2 separate regions of the Zea mays genome follow, and region 2 is linked to region 1. Evidence: chromatin contacts called from public Hi-C data. All regions are on one chromosome and are shown on one strand. The core of a region is the stretch at or near the end of the contact, and the rest is flanking DNA. Distances in the headings are between cores, read along the strand shown.

Evidence for each region. Hi-C and Micro-C count contacts between places; a contact is called where the count stands out from the background.
Region 2: a contact with region 1 is called in a Hi-C map of endosperm, with 3 times the contacts expected there. The contact joins the promoter of LOC100278269 here to the promoter of LOC100273464 in region 1. A contact is called at or near these places in 3 of 25 Hi-C or Micro-C datasets (ear, endosperm and tassel).

Annotation. Positions count from the first base shown.
Region 1 is chr5:134,247,891-134,255,071 of Zm-B73-REFERENCE-NAM-5.0, forward strand. It overlaps LOC100273464 (lysine ketoglutarate reductase trans-splicing protein), which reads left to right and starts at 2,841. Exons shown (of 14, transcript NM_001156498.2): 1 at 2,841-3,145; 2 at 3,504-3,619; 3 at 3,764-3,869; 4 at 3,959-4,102; 5 at 4,521-4,625; 6 at 4,725-4,808; 7 at 4,973-5,088; 8 at 5,191-5,292; 9 at 5,377-5,490; 10 at 5,567-5,623; 11 at 5,877-5,943; 12 at 6,014-6,067; 13 at 6,278-6,388; 14 at 6,689-7,121. The coding sequence starts at 3,588. The coding sequence ends at 6,802.
Region 2 is chr5:134,411,538-134,418,718 of Zm-B73-REFERENCE-NAM-5.0, forward strand. LOC100278269 reads right to left here and starts at 3,827. Exons shown (of 5, transcript NM_001365089.1): 1 at 3,711-3,827; 2 at 3,501-3,607; 3 at 1,935-1,969; 4 at 67-179. The coding sequence starts at 3,713. The coding sequence ends at 112. LOC111589343 (a long non-coding RNA gene) reads left to right here and starts at 3,946. Exons shown (of 2, transcript XR_002748352.2): 1 at 3,946-4,045; 2 at 4,321-4,575.

The sequences.
Region 1 (7,181 bases), core at 1,591-4,090:
TAACACCTGCGAACGCTACAGTGCGCGGACAGTGCGCGCAAAAGTCAGAGCAGCCGTCAGAGGCGCACCAGACAGTGAACAGTACCTGTCCGGTGCCACTAGAAGACAAAGCTCCAACGGTCAACTACACCAGAACCCTAACGGTTGGGTGACGTGGCTGGCGCACCGAACAGCATCCGGTGCGCCCATCGACAGCAACCCCTCCCCAACGGTTGTTTGGTGGTTGGGGGCTATAAATACCCCCAACCACCTCCACTCCAACCATACAAGCATTCATCACTCCTCATTCAATACAAGAGCAATAGACTTCACTCCAAGACACAAATCAAGCGATCGATCTACTCAAAGTCATGAATTCAACTCTAGCGCATTTGGGCTTAAGAGAGGATCACTTGTGTTTCTTGTTGCTCTTGTTTGCTTGGTTGTCGTTCTTTTCTTTTCCTTATTACTCTCAAGTGCTTTGTAAGCAAGGCAAAAGACACCAATTGTGTGGTGGTCCTTGCGGGGTCTAAGTGACACGTGAGAAGTGAAGAAGAAAGCTCACTCGGTCTAAGTGAGCATTTGAGAGAGGGAAAGGGTTGAAAGAGACCCGGACTTTGTGACCACCTCAACGGGGACTAGGTTCTTTAGAACCAAACCTCGTTAAAACAAATCACCGTGTTCATCCACTTTATTTCTTGGTTGATTTGTTTTTTCCTCTCTCCTAGACTTAATATTCATTCTAACGCAAACCCCGGCTTGTAGTGTGTGCTTAAGTTTATAAATTTCAGTTTTCACCTATCCACCCCCTCTAGGCGACTTTCACCCGCGGTGGAGAAGGACTGAGCGATGGGTCCCATGCGCAGCGAGTGGCGCGGCCGATCCGACTAAGCCCGCATGTCAGTGAGTGGTAGTGCGCGAGGTGTGGCTCTGTCAATTGGGCCAGTCGAAGGTAAACGTGACATGGGCCGAGGACTAGGAATAGGGCCCATGCGTAGTTTTCTCTTTTTATTTTCTTTTCTTTTCTCCTTTCTTCTTTATTTTGAATTCCAAATTCAACACCTAAATTTAAATTCAACTTTGTGACATGTGTGTACTCAGACTAAATGTTCCACTTGATTATACCAAATTATGAAGAAGTTATTTATTTATAATTTTATCTGGTATTGTATGATACCTCTTCCTTTCCTCTTTTCCTATTTTCCAAATTCTCCTAAATTTCAATTTGGGGTTTATTTCAAATCTTCATTGTATTTTATTAATATCATTGTTATTATTTTCAAATGCACAATCAAATAAACTCCAACATGATGCACTTGTTATTTATATGTTCTTGGCTAATTTCATACTTAGATAAGATTGTTCACATGTGATGGTAAATAGAGATGGCACATATAAGGAAAATAATGTCTCCTTTAATATTTGTATTACAAATTGGGTATTAAAGAAGCCCCTGACGATTGGGTCCCATGTGTAGGTGACATAGGCGTGTGTGCGTGCGATCGACCGGCGAACCCCACTTGTAAGCGACGTCCAGTGTATGTGCGCGAGACCCGAACTGAGGAGTGGGCCCGTTGCGTCAGTCATAAGAGTGGGCTGCCACGCGCCAATGGGCCGCGGTGTTAAGGGCTACCGTTGTATGCTAGGTCGGGAAGAGGGATTCGGCCCACGGGTCGGCTTTACCTTTTTTCTTTTCTGTTTTCACTTTCCTAATTTCAAATCAAGTTTGAATTCAAATTTCGAATTACCTATAAATATAGTTCAAACTTCAAGCCAATTTAGATGCACAAATTAAAATCTCGGCATGGATGCAAAGTTTCTTTTACTTATTTATTACTTACTTTAATAAATGTCTCTAAATATAATATTGATGAAAGGAGTATTCACTCAAATAAATAGTCGAAAGTAAAGCGTAGATCCTGTCTGAATGAAAGAGATTTCGTAAGTAATTCAGTAAGTAAGGCAGATCCTTAATGCTGAAGAAGAGTTGGGATGCGATATGATAGCACTCCTATATTTTGAGAAGCTGCCCTCGAATTCCTTCGTTGAAAGAACGAAATTAGTATCGGAACTCCTACTTCTAACTGAAATTGGTAGCTGCAAAGTAAAGTTAAATAGCGAAAGGATAAGACAAGGGAAGGAGTCTCATTATTGCTATATTTTGACAAGCTAAATCCTCCTATTATTTATTTTTCTGAGATTAAAAATTATGTTTAAAATTTAAAAAGTCCAATCTAGATTTGAGTCATCGAAGTTTAATGCTATCCTTATTTATTTTTAAGATCATAACTCCAAAGTAGAAAAACATGTATTAAGGACAATTTAACCTATGTTTATTGAACAAAAATTTCTTGAATCCCAAAGATTTGGGGTTTTACATCTAGAGAAGCATGCTCATCAGTTTCGCCCGGGCACTTGCTGGGATGATGAGATTGAGGAGAAGCATCCTATACGTGTCGTGGATTCGTGTGGTTGGCCACGAGTTGATTATACAAAAATATAAGTTTTTTTAATGGGGTTGACACACGACGACCGTTGAACCTATTGGTTTACCGAGTAAAGAAATTATATAATTTTGTTACTAAAATCGGACGCGAAAAAACTTTCTTTTATTTGATCGTATAAATTATTGATCCGTGGAATGCATTTGGAAAAAATCGATAGCGCAGCACACCGGGGAAACAGGAGAGGATGCCACAATGTTAGAGCATTTTGACAAGGGTAGAACCGTAGAGCTCAGATAGGGCGTGGTGGTGATTTGTGAATGATTGCTTGCCATGTGTGGGACAACCAGATCCTGTGCTGCGCCCAGCTCAACAATCCCAAATTCCATTACTGCCCACCTGCATCGTCCTCTCTGTAGGCTGCGGTGTTTGCATCGTCCAAAACTCCAAATACATACATACAACATGCTAGCCTAGTCCTCTTCTAGTCGCCTCTACCCAGTTACTTGCATCGCCCCGTCAAGCACGCCGCCGGCACGCGGCCCTCGGTCTCCCCGCCGCGCCCTCTGCCTCCGCCCGAACAAAGCCGTCTCGCCGTCGCGTTGCCTTCCTTACCGTCCACCGCGGGCAGCCGTCCTAGTACTCGGTTGGTCCTCCCCTGCTGCCCTTCTACGGTGGAGGAGCGGAGATCCTGCCGTTTTCCGGCTGATTTCTTCTAATTGGTATGCCCGGGTTGATTTCACCGTGTCGTGATTTGTCCGGACGGTGCAAGTCCAAATCTTTCCTCGCCACTGCATAAAAATTTAAATTTTTGCTGCGAGATTCCGTCCCGGTCGTCTCAATCTCAAAGTCTATACGCGTCTCTTGTTAGACTAGTCGCAAGTTGGTCATGGCTTCGAGATCGACTTCTTAGTCTTCTCAAGTCTATACGCGTCTATTGACAGAAATAACAAAAAAGTTTCCCCCCCCTTTTCAGCATCGTACCCTGCTTAATAATTGCTCTGTTCGGCAAAATACCTTGCTTGGCAAGAAGATCTGATTTGTTCTTTCTCTCTCCCTCTTTTGGCTCAACAACTGCAGCGGGGCAAGTTCCGTGGATAGTCAATACTGCTTGTGCTGTTGAGCTAATATTAAGTTCCTGCTGGGAGAACTTCTGCAGTTCCTATGGCAAAGCCTCTCAATGGCAGTGGCCGTAGGTATGTTCACTACCACATCCACAAACTTCATAAGCAGTTCTTGTTCAGTCTGTAGATTTAACTGCTAGTGTACCTAATGTTGGGCAATTTTATGTCCTCGGTGCCACTCATCGTAATTTTACTGCCAATTTTTGTTATTAACAGCATGCCAAGATCGAATGAGGGAATGCGGCTCATATTTTCGGCAGTTGTAGGTGTCATGCTGGGTTACCTGTTTGGGATCTCCTTCCCTACAGTCAACATAACCAAGGTAAATTGACACACTTGCCTCTCTTGTTTTTGTGTCTCATATACTTGCTTTAGAGAAGGGGGAAAACACTACTCTAATGTGGCTTGCAGCTTCACTTCCCTTCGAGTATCATCTCTTATATCGAAGATAGGAACTCTGGCATCACAACCCAGACATTGTTGAACCATGCTTGGGCATCTGCAAACAATCATAAAAAGAATAGTTCTGAATCTAACACTGATGAAATTCCCGAGGTACTTCAACACACTACTGCCTTCTTGTGTTGCCATATTAGCTGTATACTTATATGTCTGTATTGGCCTAAATTAGGTATCGTATTTGTTATTTTTTGTGGTCCATTCCTAATTGTTTATTTTTATACATATGTTACTGCTGTGTCTCATGACAATGTTAATGTTAAGCTTACCAAGTATGTCAAGGGCTCAAGGCTGTAAATCTAGGGTCTCTTTTCAATGTCGATAGGTAGATCAACTATTACCTAATTACCTTCAAGGGAACTGTGGTAGTTGGTGGCTCAGTTTTGTACTGTAAACAATACTAGCCATCTATATTTGACCTTTATTACTGCATATAACTTATTTATCTTAGCAATAGATAGTTTATGCTCTTTCCCCCCTTTTTCTCAAAATGATCACACAATTATGTGTGCAGATTTATGTTCCTACAAACCCAAAAGGTGCTGAGAGACTTCCACCAGGCATTGTAGTGTCTGAAACAGATCTTTATCCCCGAAGACTATGGGGTGATCCTAGTGAGGTTCGTGGTTGTTAGCCATTTTCTTCAAAACTGCCTTGAATTTCTTTTTTAACATATTTTATATACACTCTATGTTCTTAAACATATGCCATTCATCAGGACCTTACTAGCGAGCCGAGGTATCTTGTTACTTTTACTGTTGGTATTGGGCAAAAGGCAAATATTGATGCAGCGGTCAGAAAGGTAACTGACAGACTGGCACCTTACCTACTTAAGCTCAGTGTATCAAACTTCTGAACTCTGGGACTGATGTACAGTAGATCCACATCGTGATTAAACTTGTAGTCACTTTATTTGAAATGAGCATGTAGTCCTTTCTTCCAATTTCACGTAAGTTTCTTTTATAGTTTTCAGACAAATTCACCATTATGTTGTTCCATTATGATGGTCGGACTACAGAGTGGGATGAATTTGAGTGGTCTAAAAGAGCAATCCATGTGAGTGCCAGGAAGCAGACAAAATGGTATGGTAGTATTGCTGTAATTATACAATGTCTTTTTATTGCCCTTGTCAATATAATGTTTTGACTTCAATTTTATTGATGTGATTCTTGTGTTTATACAAGGTGGTATGCAAAACGATTTTTGCATCCCGATGTTGTTGCCAGATATGATTACATTTTCATCTGGGATGAGGATCTAGGTGTAGAGCATTTCAACGCAGAGAAGTAAGCACTACATATTTCCATTCTTGTTTTCTTTCTGTTCAGCAGGTGTTCATTTTGATTAAAATGTCCTTCCTATTTTTACAGGTACATTGAGCTTGTTAGAAAGCATGGGTTGGAAATCTCTCAGCCTGGTTTGCAACCTGATAGAGGACTAACATGGCAAATGACTAAACGGCGTGGTGACCAGGAAGTTCACAAGTGAGATGGGAATCTATATATGTTTTTCAATACTTAATGATGTAATTTCTTAGTAACATGTTTCCTTGTTACACAGAGTAACTGAGGAGAGACCAGGCTGGTGCACTGATCCACATCTACCACCATGTGCAGCGTAGGGCCAAATGTTTGTTGTGTATTTAGTTTTCATTGTCTAATTATCATTTTAAAAGAAGGGCAGGCCTGGTCAAGTGGTGAGAGCTCTCACTTAGTCACCATGTCCCAGGTTCGAAGCAGCCTCTCCGCATTTGCGCCGAGAAGGCTTGCCTCGATTTATCCCTTCTGTAGACCCCACTCATGTTTGACCTCCAACACTAGGTCTTCCTTTTTTTTAATTATCATTCTAAAAGTTCGATTTTGATGTGCAGATTTGTTGAGATTATGGCAACAGTGTTCTCCAGAAATGCATGGCGCTGTGTATGGCATATGATTCAGGTGAGGTAACATGGCATGCAAGTCATTAGTTTGTCTGAAGTGGAGTATGCTTATGCACTTCTATATGCAGAATGACTTGGTCCATGGATGGGGTCTTGACTTTGCTCTTAGAAAATGTGTGGAGGTATTCCCTGACATTATCCTGCATAATATTTGACCTCTCCATTTCTTTGCTAATCCAAGGATTAGCCACACAGTCCATGCCTTTCCTCTCACGGGATACACATAGCAGCATCAACAGTTATATGATTACCAACTTAATTAATGTGCTTTCGACTTTATATGCTATATGCACGATGTACTGAGCTGGGACTCTTTTACTTTAATTATACAGCCGGCTCATGAGAAAATTGGAGTTGTTGATGCTCAATGGATTGTTCATCAATCAGTTCCTTCACTTGGCAACCAGGGCAAGTCAGATAATGGAAGACCACCATGGGAAGGGGTAAGGCAGTATTTACTTGTATTATGTTACTCCATCCGTCCCAAAATATTAGTCGTTTTAGCTCTTAGATTTTATGTCTATATTCAAATAAATGATAATGAATCTAAACACATATATAACACATACATAAAGTATTATAGGAATCTATTAAAATACTAAAATGATTAATATTTTGGGACGGAGGGAGTATTTTTTTTCACAGTACATTATATTTCAAAGGCATGCATTTGACTGTTACGGCACCCACCCTGTGTCCATATGGATTTTGCTTAACTGTTTAAACTTGGATGTCTACCACAGGTAAGAGCACGCTGCAGAAAAGAATGGGGGATATTTCAGACAAGGCTGGCTGATGCGGAGAAGGCTTATTACTTGGAGCGAGGCATCACACCCCCGAACTCAACATCAGTTTAGATGAACACATGCTCCTCAGATGCCACGGCAAGGTTTCTGTTGGGGGAACCTGCTGCAAACTGGCATGTTCATCGAAGCTGCTGCAGCCCAGGGCAAATCCATATATTTGTACATTAGAGGTCCCACGAATCGCCATGATTAATCTTTAGTGTCGCTCACCTGGTTTTAATGTCATTTCTTTTGTTAGTGATACTAGCTGCGATGTAAGTAGGAGGATACAGCAGAGACCGTGATGATACCCATTTGTGTATTAATGACCTGATGCAATATGGATGTTGATAATCCTTTCCTCAGTTTCAGCATGTAAATTGTTTGTTCTAGACCAGCTGTATGCAACTGGGTCAAATACTACATTGATGTAAGGCCCAAAATTTGTATA
Region 2 (7,181 bases), core at 2,577-5,076, 160 kb after region 1:
AGGACAATTAAGGACTGTGCAGTTTCTTACATGCTTATGAAAGAAGCAAGTAACGGGCTATCTTACAATGGAGTAATCGTAAGCAAAGAAGGCCATACAAATCTTCCAATTTCACCAAAATAAAATTGATATGCCCATCACAGAGCACCCAATGGCTACCCAGGGGCTAAGGCGTTCACCTGAGGATGAAATGCTGAATCATTATTATGTGATCTGAAGCATATTGATTGATACATACTAAAAATAGCATGCAAGAAAATATATACAAATAAATTCAATTATGTCTCCTCAAAACAAAAATGGCATTGTCCAAAACCAAGCCCAAGAAAATTTGAAATCCCCTAAAACATAATAATCTAAACTGCTGCCTCAGTCCAGCAACAGAATTCACAACAAATTTCATATACAGGAGCATAAAGCAGTAAATCGCTCAAGAATGATACCAAGAGTTTCACTAATGAACTCATAATCAACAAGCCTGACTTCTGAATATGCTGCATCATAATGCTAAGTATAAGATAATAATTTCTACTAGTACGGTAGTACCAGTTCTTCATCAACTTTTTTCTAGAATTGTGATTTCTACATGTTGTGTGACTAATTTTTTTCAATCTTCACATGCATCTTCACTTCTAGCTCTAGGCACACAGGACAGGGAGAAATTAGGCCCAGTTTTGCAGAGCTCCCCCTGCTCCAGATTCTTTGTGGAAGCTGATTGCCTGATTCTCCGCGAGAAGTGATTCTCTGACTGAAATGATTATCTATGATTTTCTAGGATAAACTTATGCATACAATGATTCTGTGCATGAAGTGAATCAAAAGAAGCTACTTTTTTCAGGTGCCTCCTAGATCGTTTCAGATTTCGGAGAATCACTCCGCAGAATCAGCAAAGAATCACTTGTCAGTAAAGAACTGTTTGGCAGAGCTTCTCCTGCATTCAGACCAGAAGTTGCTCTGGGAGCTCTGCCAAACTGGCCCTTAATTCAGTGTCTCTTTGTTAAAAAAATCCCCAATAAGTGATGATCATTGCCACCAGTTCACCACTAGGAATGGACAATTTAATAGGATTTTTTTGGCTGAAACTGTTGCCTTGAAGATCAAATGGACATATGTTTGCAAATCCTGGATTTTCTGTCAATATGACAAATGTGGCCTAGTAATAAATGTTTCTTAGTTGACAATATCTTTTGTGCTGCAGCCCTGTGGGGGATTTGTTAACTAAGGAACAGTATCTGTTTTCAGGGAACTTTGTGAGAAGTGTGAGTCCCTCCTGTTAATGATATCAGCCATGCTTCAAGGCTGGAGTATTCTGTCCAATCAAGAAAAGACCAGAGTTCATTTTCATGTTGGAAATGCTCAAAGTGCTGGCCATCAGGCCTCAAGGATTGACTGTCTAGGCCAAGTTGATGGTGAACAACAAGTACCTGTACAAGACAGCACTGGATTGGATGAAGAAGGAATTACCAGCAGAGATCTCAAATCTTCTGGTGGACTACTCACCTTATGGCATTGCTGAAAAGGGGAAGTGGAGGAGTTTTTTTACAGTTTGGTGATGAGTGGAGGGTGTAGTGTATTTTAGTTTGCAATTACACTGTTTGAGCTGGTGTGCTGCTGTCGGGTGTTTCCTTGTAATGGTGATGATACCTGAATGCTTTAACTGTTGGTCCTTATGATAATGGAATGGCCAGGGCTTTTTCCCTGAAACTTATATGTTTGCAAGTCCAGATCAACTTATAACAACATCCAATTTGGAGCTGAAACCTGGAGGGCTAATGCAACAGTGTAACAGTGTAGTCCTTAGAAAACATACTGAAAGGCACACGGAGGGCTAATGCATCAGTTGCAAAATGCACATGCTAATGAAGCACTGGATACAACTGTATGTAAATGAAATGATAAATGATAAGATATTGAGCAAAATAGGTAGAGGTTACCTATCCTAGCAGCCTTCCAAAAGAAACCACGGAACCTGCAAATTGAGGTAAGATGATGAGCTAAATGTATGTCTTATAGAGTACAAAGTATAATTTAAGCTCAAACCGTGAAGTTTTGAATGTGGGAAACTATGTTTGAAAACTAAAGACACACACAGTAGGTGGATGTTAATGTTTAATCTAAGTATCACATTAGAAGGTCAGTGATGAACTCCCCACATGACTACATAAAATAATTAGCATATTTCCTCATTGCAATTGCCTTTGCTAGTTTGTTTTAACTTGTTTCCTACACCTGGCCACAATAAGGTTGCCCCTTAATTCTGAAATGGCGGGCACCTTAGAAGTTAGAAGAGCAGCATCACAAACTAAGTAGAAATGGATTAGGCAATCAGGAACAAGATCCATTTACCCCCATGCAAATTATAAGATCTCGAATTCTCAATGCAAAAGCCATTTCAGTGACATTATTTAATTAGGTAAATTACGGCATAATACAATTATAATGCTTTCAAGAATTGCTAAGAATCTAGTACCTAAACTGTAATGAAGTGTCATGTGGGTGTGCCTCTTGCTTTAGTTAGAACAGACAACAGAGACTATCTAAGTTTCTGCTGATGTGTTTGCAATCAAGCGTATGTATAGTTGATTGGCAACAAAGTTTTTTTCTAGCTTTGCCTGCAAGATTACAACTGAGTCATAGATCAATTATCAATGATTACACAGTACAACTTGATAGAGATTCATGGTAATTTCATAGTGGCAAAATTAATCATTTAAAAATCTGGATTTAGGGACAGTCTCCTAACACACAATGACTTGATTTTTGTCTTCCTTCCCAAAAGCTGTCTACTTAAAGATCACTGTTTCTGAGATTTTAGGGTCTACCATAAATAATGTAGTGCTCCAATCCTCTTTAATTCACTCACGCACAAAGCAACTGGCCTGTTTTCTTAAAGATAAATACTCTTTTTATGAGCAATTCTGATATAAACGAATTGCTAATAAATACTAGCAGTACCAAAAGTAGGGTTTGCTCTTATTATGAGATCTGGAAAAGGATATCAATCGGAAGGAAAAATTGTTTATTGTTTGGCAAATTCTAACATATTACGGACATCTAGAGTATAGACAAGGACAGTTGCTATGGAAATTTTTGAGCGATTCTGATATTTGCCAGTACCAGAAAAGAGGTTCGCAAAATTGCTTCAAACCCATATTTCATAGACTTGGATGGACCAATAATTCATAAATGCAGTGGCAATTATAAACAGGAGACAACGTTCTGAATGACAAAATACCAATTATTTCGAAATTTTTAGAACTTCAACTAATAGGAGTAGGACTGTAGGATCCGAAAAGCCAAATAGGCGAAACACACAGCGTCGCTAAACTAGAGAACAAACTGAAAAAAAAAGGGCATTAGCCGCGCATCACACAGGTGACAGGTTGCACATTATTATTCCCACATCCCGACATCAGGCCATACCCTTAGACAGTACACCGCAATAATATTCGCTGAGGCTTCTATATAAAATAAAAAAAAAGTCGAGTATGAAGGCGCACCCTGTCCGGCGGATGAGGAGGGAGGGGAAGTGCATCTTGAGGTACGTGCAAGTGCAGATCAGCAGCAGCACCACCGTCACAAACGAGTGGAAGTTGAAGAGCGCAGACTGTATCAGCCGAGAACGACGGCATCGGGCAAAAACAAAAGTGAGATCAGGACCGAGAAATCCAAGCACGAGTAGGGCTCAGATCGAGCCGTGGTGGAGTTACCATGAAGCACGAGGAGGAGGCCGCGGACGCGGAGGAGGACGGAGGCCGAGAAGGGAGGCGGGAAAGAGGGCGGCGACCGAACGGGGGGACGGACGACGCGGTTGCGGCGGATCGGCGGAGGCACGGAAAGGACGGAAGCCGAGCGCCGATTTGCGGATTGTTTTCTCCTCTTGCGTGCGTGTTATTTTTTCCAGTTGGTGATCTAGTGCTAGATCGAAGATCGAACGGTCTGAATGTTAGCAACCCAGCGTCGTCTGCTTCAACGTCGTGTCCTGAACTGGTGATGACGAGCACGAGCCCAGAAGGAGTAGCAGAGTGGTGAGGCCCAACACGAGGTATCCAAGTGCTAAATTGGTGTATTTCTTTCAATATTGTTATATTGAGATCTTCTTAAAGATCTAAATACCCCCAAAAAAACAACATATTCAACTCCAACGGCACCTTATTTTGTCCCAAAACTAGTCAAATGCTACGTTCTGTTGGATCAGGGATTCATTTGATCGTTCCATTGATTTTTCACCGGAAACTCGACTAGCTAGCTAGCTAGCACAGATCGAGACGATGGTTCTCTGTCACTGACGATGGTTTAACGTATTTGTTTGCTGGGAAGAACTTGTTTGGAGCCGGAAAAGAGACGACCTCGAGCACAGTCAAATGGGCGATGTCGCTGCTGCTGAACAATCCAGGGACACTCGAGAAGGCACAGTCGAATGAGCGATGTCGAATGCCACCGACGAGGCGAAGGCGGCGGTGGCCGAGTCGTCCGAGTTGCTGGCGGCCATCTGCGCGGGTCTTGCTGCACTGCGCGCGGTGAGATGGTGCTTGGCAACTCGACGAATATTTACGCCAAGAAGTTGTGGCTTTGGGACGCTGGAATAAATTAGGAGCATACATTGGAAACTGTTGGACATGGGTTTTTTTCTTTTTTTTCTCTCCTAAAATGACGTTTTAGGAATACTGTTTGGAGGCCGTTGGAGATGCTGTGAATGGTTCGGTCTAATGGTTGGATAGGTATAGCCCATGAGTATGTTATAGCTATATAAATAGAATACACACCTTGTCTGTAATAAGTGATCCGGCATTTAAGAGTTGGAGACGGAGTTGTTGTCGGTCATCTCTTGTCGCCCAAGTTAGATCGTAACATTTGATATTTGGAGCTGGAAAATCTTTAAAGTCCGCTTAAGCGCCACGCACAAGAAAATCTCTTGTCGCCCAAATAATAGAAAGCAGAAAAGCATCATCATTAAAGCAATGGGATTCATATTACTGCCACGCACAAGAAAATCTATGTACAAAACATACTCTTAATTGTTGATTTCAAGTCCGCTTAAGGCGAGGCCATATTATCCGTTCATGGAGACATGGGCAGTTGACCCAATATTGTTCGGCCTTGTTCAAGCAATACCTTGATTCAACCCAATAAAATACCAATAGTAAAATAAATCTTTATCCCACGCTCTATTGTTTCTAGCTGATTAGGACTGTCTCCGCTTAGCTCCACGAGCCTTCGTCGTCGGCACAATCGCCAACTCCGTGTGTGGTGTGCCTCAACGGCCCAGTCAAATCCACACGTCTCCATCCAGGCTTAGCTTCGCACTTCGTCGTGTGCCCTCGTTTCACCCATCACCTAGCTCCACCTGTCCAGCGCGACTCTATCCGGCCTAGCTCTGCGATTCACCCCTTGACCCCTATTCCGCTAATCGTGCAGCACTGGTTCCTATTGTATTGCAACCCCTGTCACCATTCGCTCATCCCTATTCTTAGAACGACGAGGAGCTCAAAGCAAATCAACACAGCAGCATCCGCCTAGATCCACGCAACAAGATGACCAATGATTAGTTAAATGATTTGATGATGCGCTATATCAAAAGAGAAATCTTAAAAGGACTTGATGTTCAGAAAATTAAAAAGACATCTCAAAGTAAGAAAAATATATAAATGCAGTTGTCTAGGTTTTCTAGAACTAGACTAAACTATAGGTATATTCTTATATCGTTTTTACTTCAACTAGGTCAGTGCCCGTGCGTTGCAATGGAAACATATAACATCACGATAACTTATAAATAAATGAGTGTTATACTGTTATGAGATGGAGGATGACATCTTTGAGCTGTCTGAGATGACGTCGAAGCAAAACTTGGGTTGCGGTCGAGCGCGTCCGTTTGCGAGGCACGCGAGGTGGAGGGCGGTGGGTGGGGGTCTCGGTGAGAGGACAATCTCCAGTGGACGGTGATGGAGTGGTGGTGCGCGGTCGAGAAGGTGTATGTGGGAGCCAGCGGAGGGACAACGCAACGGGCGATAGAGCAACGTCGGGGTCTGTGTCCGGTGGAGCTTCGCGCTACGACGGTGGGAGGGAGGAGAGGCAGGCCGCCGAGGACGGTCTCGCCTGTGGATTCGCGCGAGTGAGACTGGGAGAGGAAGAGGTTGTCTCGGTCGGAGGCATCAACATCGTGCCTTGATAGCAGCGGAGGCGGGAGTGGAGGGGGGGCATCGCGGGAGGCAGGAGCGGGAGCATGGCCTCTTCCCTATAGTTGTACGCCCTTCCACATATAATAGTAGTAGGGACTACTAGATTATCATTTTTTAAATCAAAGGGATGGGCACCTGATATATTGATTTGATCACATGTTCCAGTTATTATAGTTTAGTATGTCATTTGTATAGTTCACATGATTAGCAAATTGAACAAAACTATCATTAGGACTGAAAATAGTCAGTAACGTTATCTTTTACACAAGATGATTTCTGGTCGGTCAGAAACTTACCATATTTTCAATTTAGCTATTCAGTGACAGGCCAATATGGTACTAACATAAATTATAAAATTATAGTTTTAAATACAGTAATGATCAAAAGTAATGATCAAAAACAGACAAATAAAATCACTTTTATGGAAACGATTCCTAGTAAACGGGTTTATCACAATGGCTAATGGCCAACTTAAAATTAGAAAGTGGAATAGATAACACATAAGCTTTTTAATTAAAAAACACATAAAAGAGCCACTAAATAAACTTGCAGGTACAAATGTAAAGAAAGGGGCCATAGCACACTAAAAAAGGTATTAGAAAAATACTAAACTATTTGGGAACATATCTGGTGCAAACCAACTGTTGGGGACTTGTTCTCAAATGATATGAGTTAAGAACAAGGCAACACAAAATATTAAATGTTAATATCCTTCGTCCTTCGAAGCATTATTTTCCTTAGGATATAACGATCTTTGGACGAAGGTTATGAAGGATATACCTTCATAAATATGACATGTATAAACAAAGGATGAAGCTTATAAAACACAGGAAAACAACATAAATAATGATATATATAAACATTTATTATTGAACAATCATGAATACATGAAAACAAAATTACATTTGTACCTTGAGTGCGACAGAAGGCAAGGGCAAAAGTAAGATGCGAAAAAACGTGAACAGTACAGGGGTACTGTTCATCTATTTATAGGCACAGGAC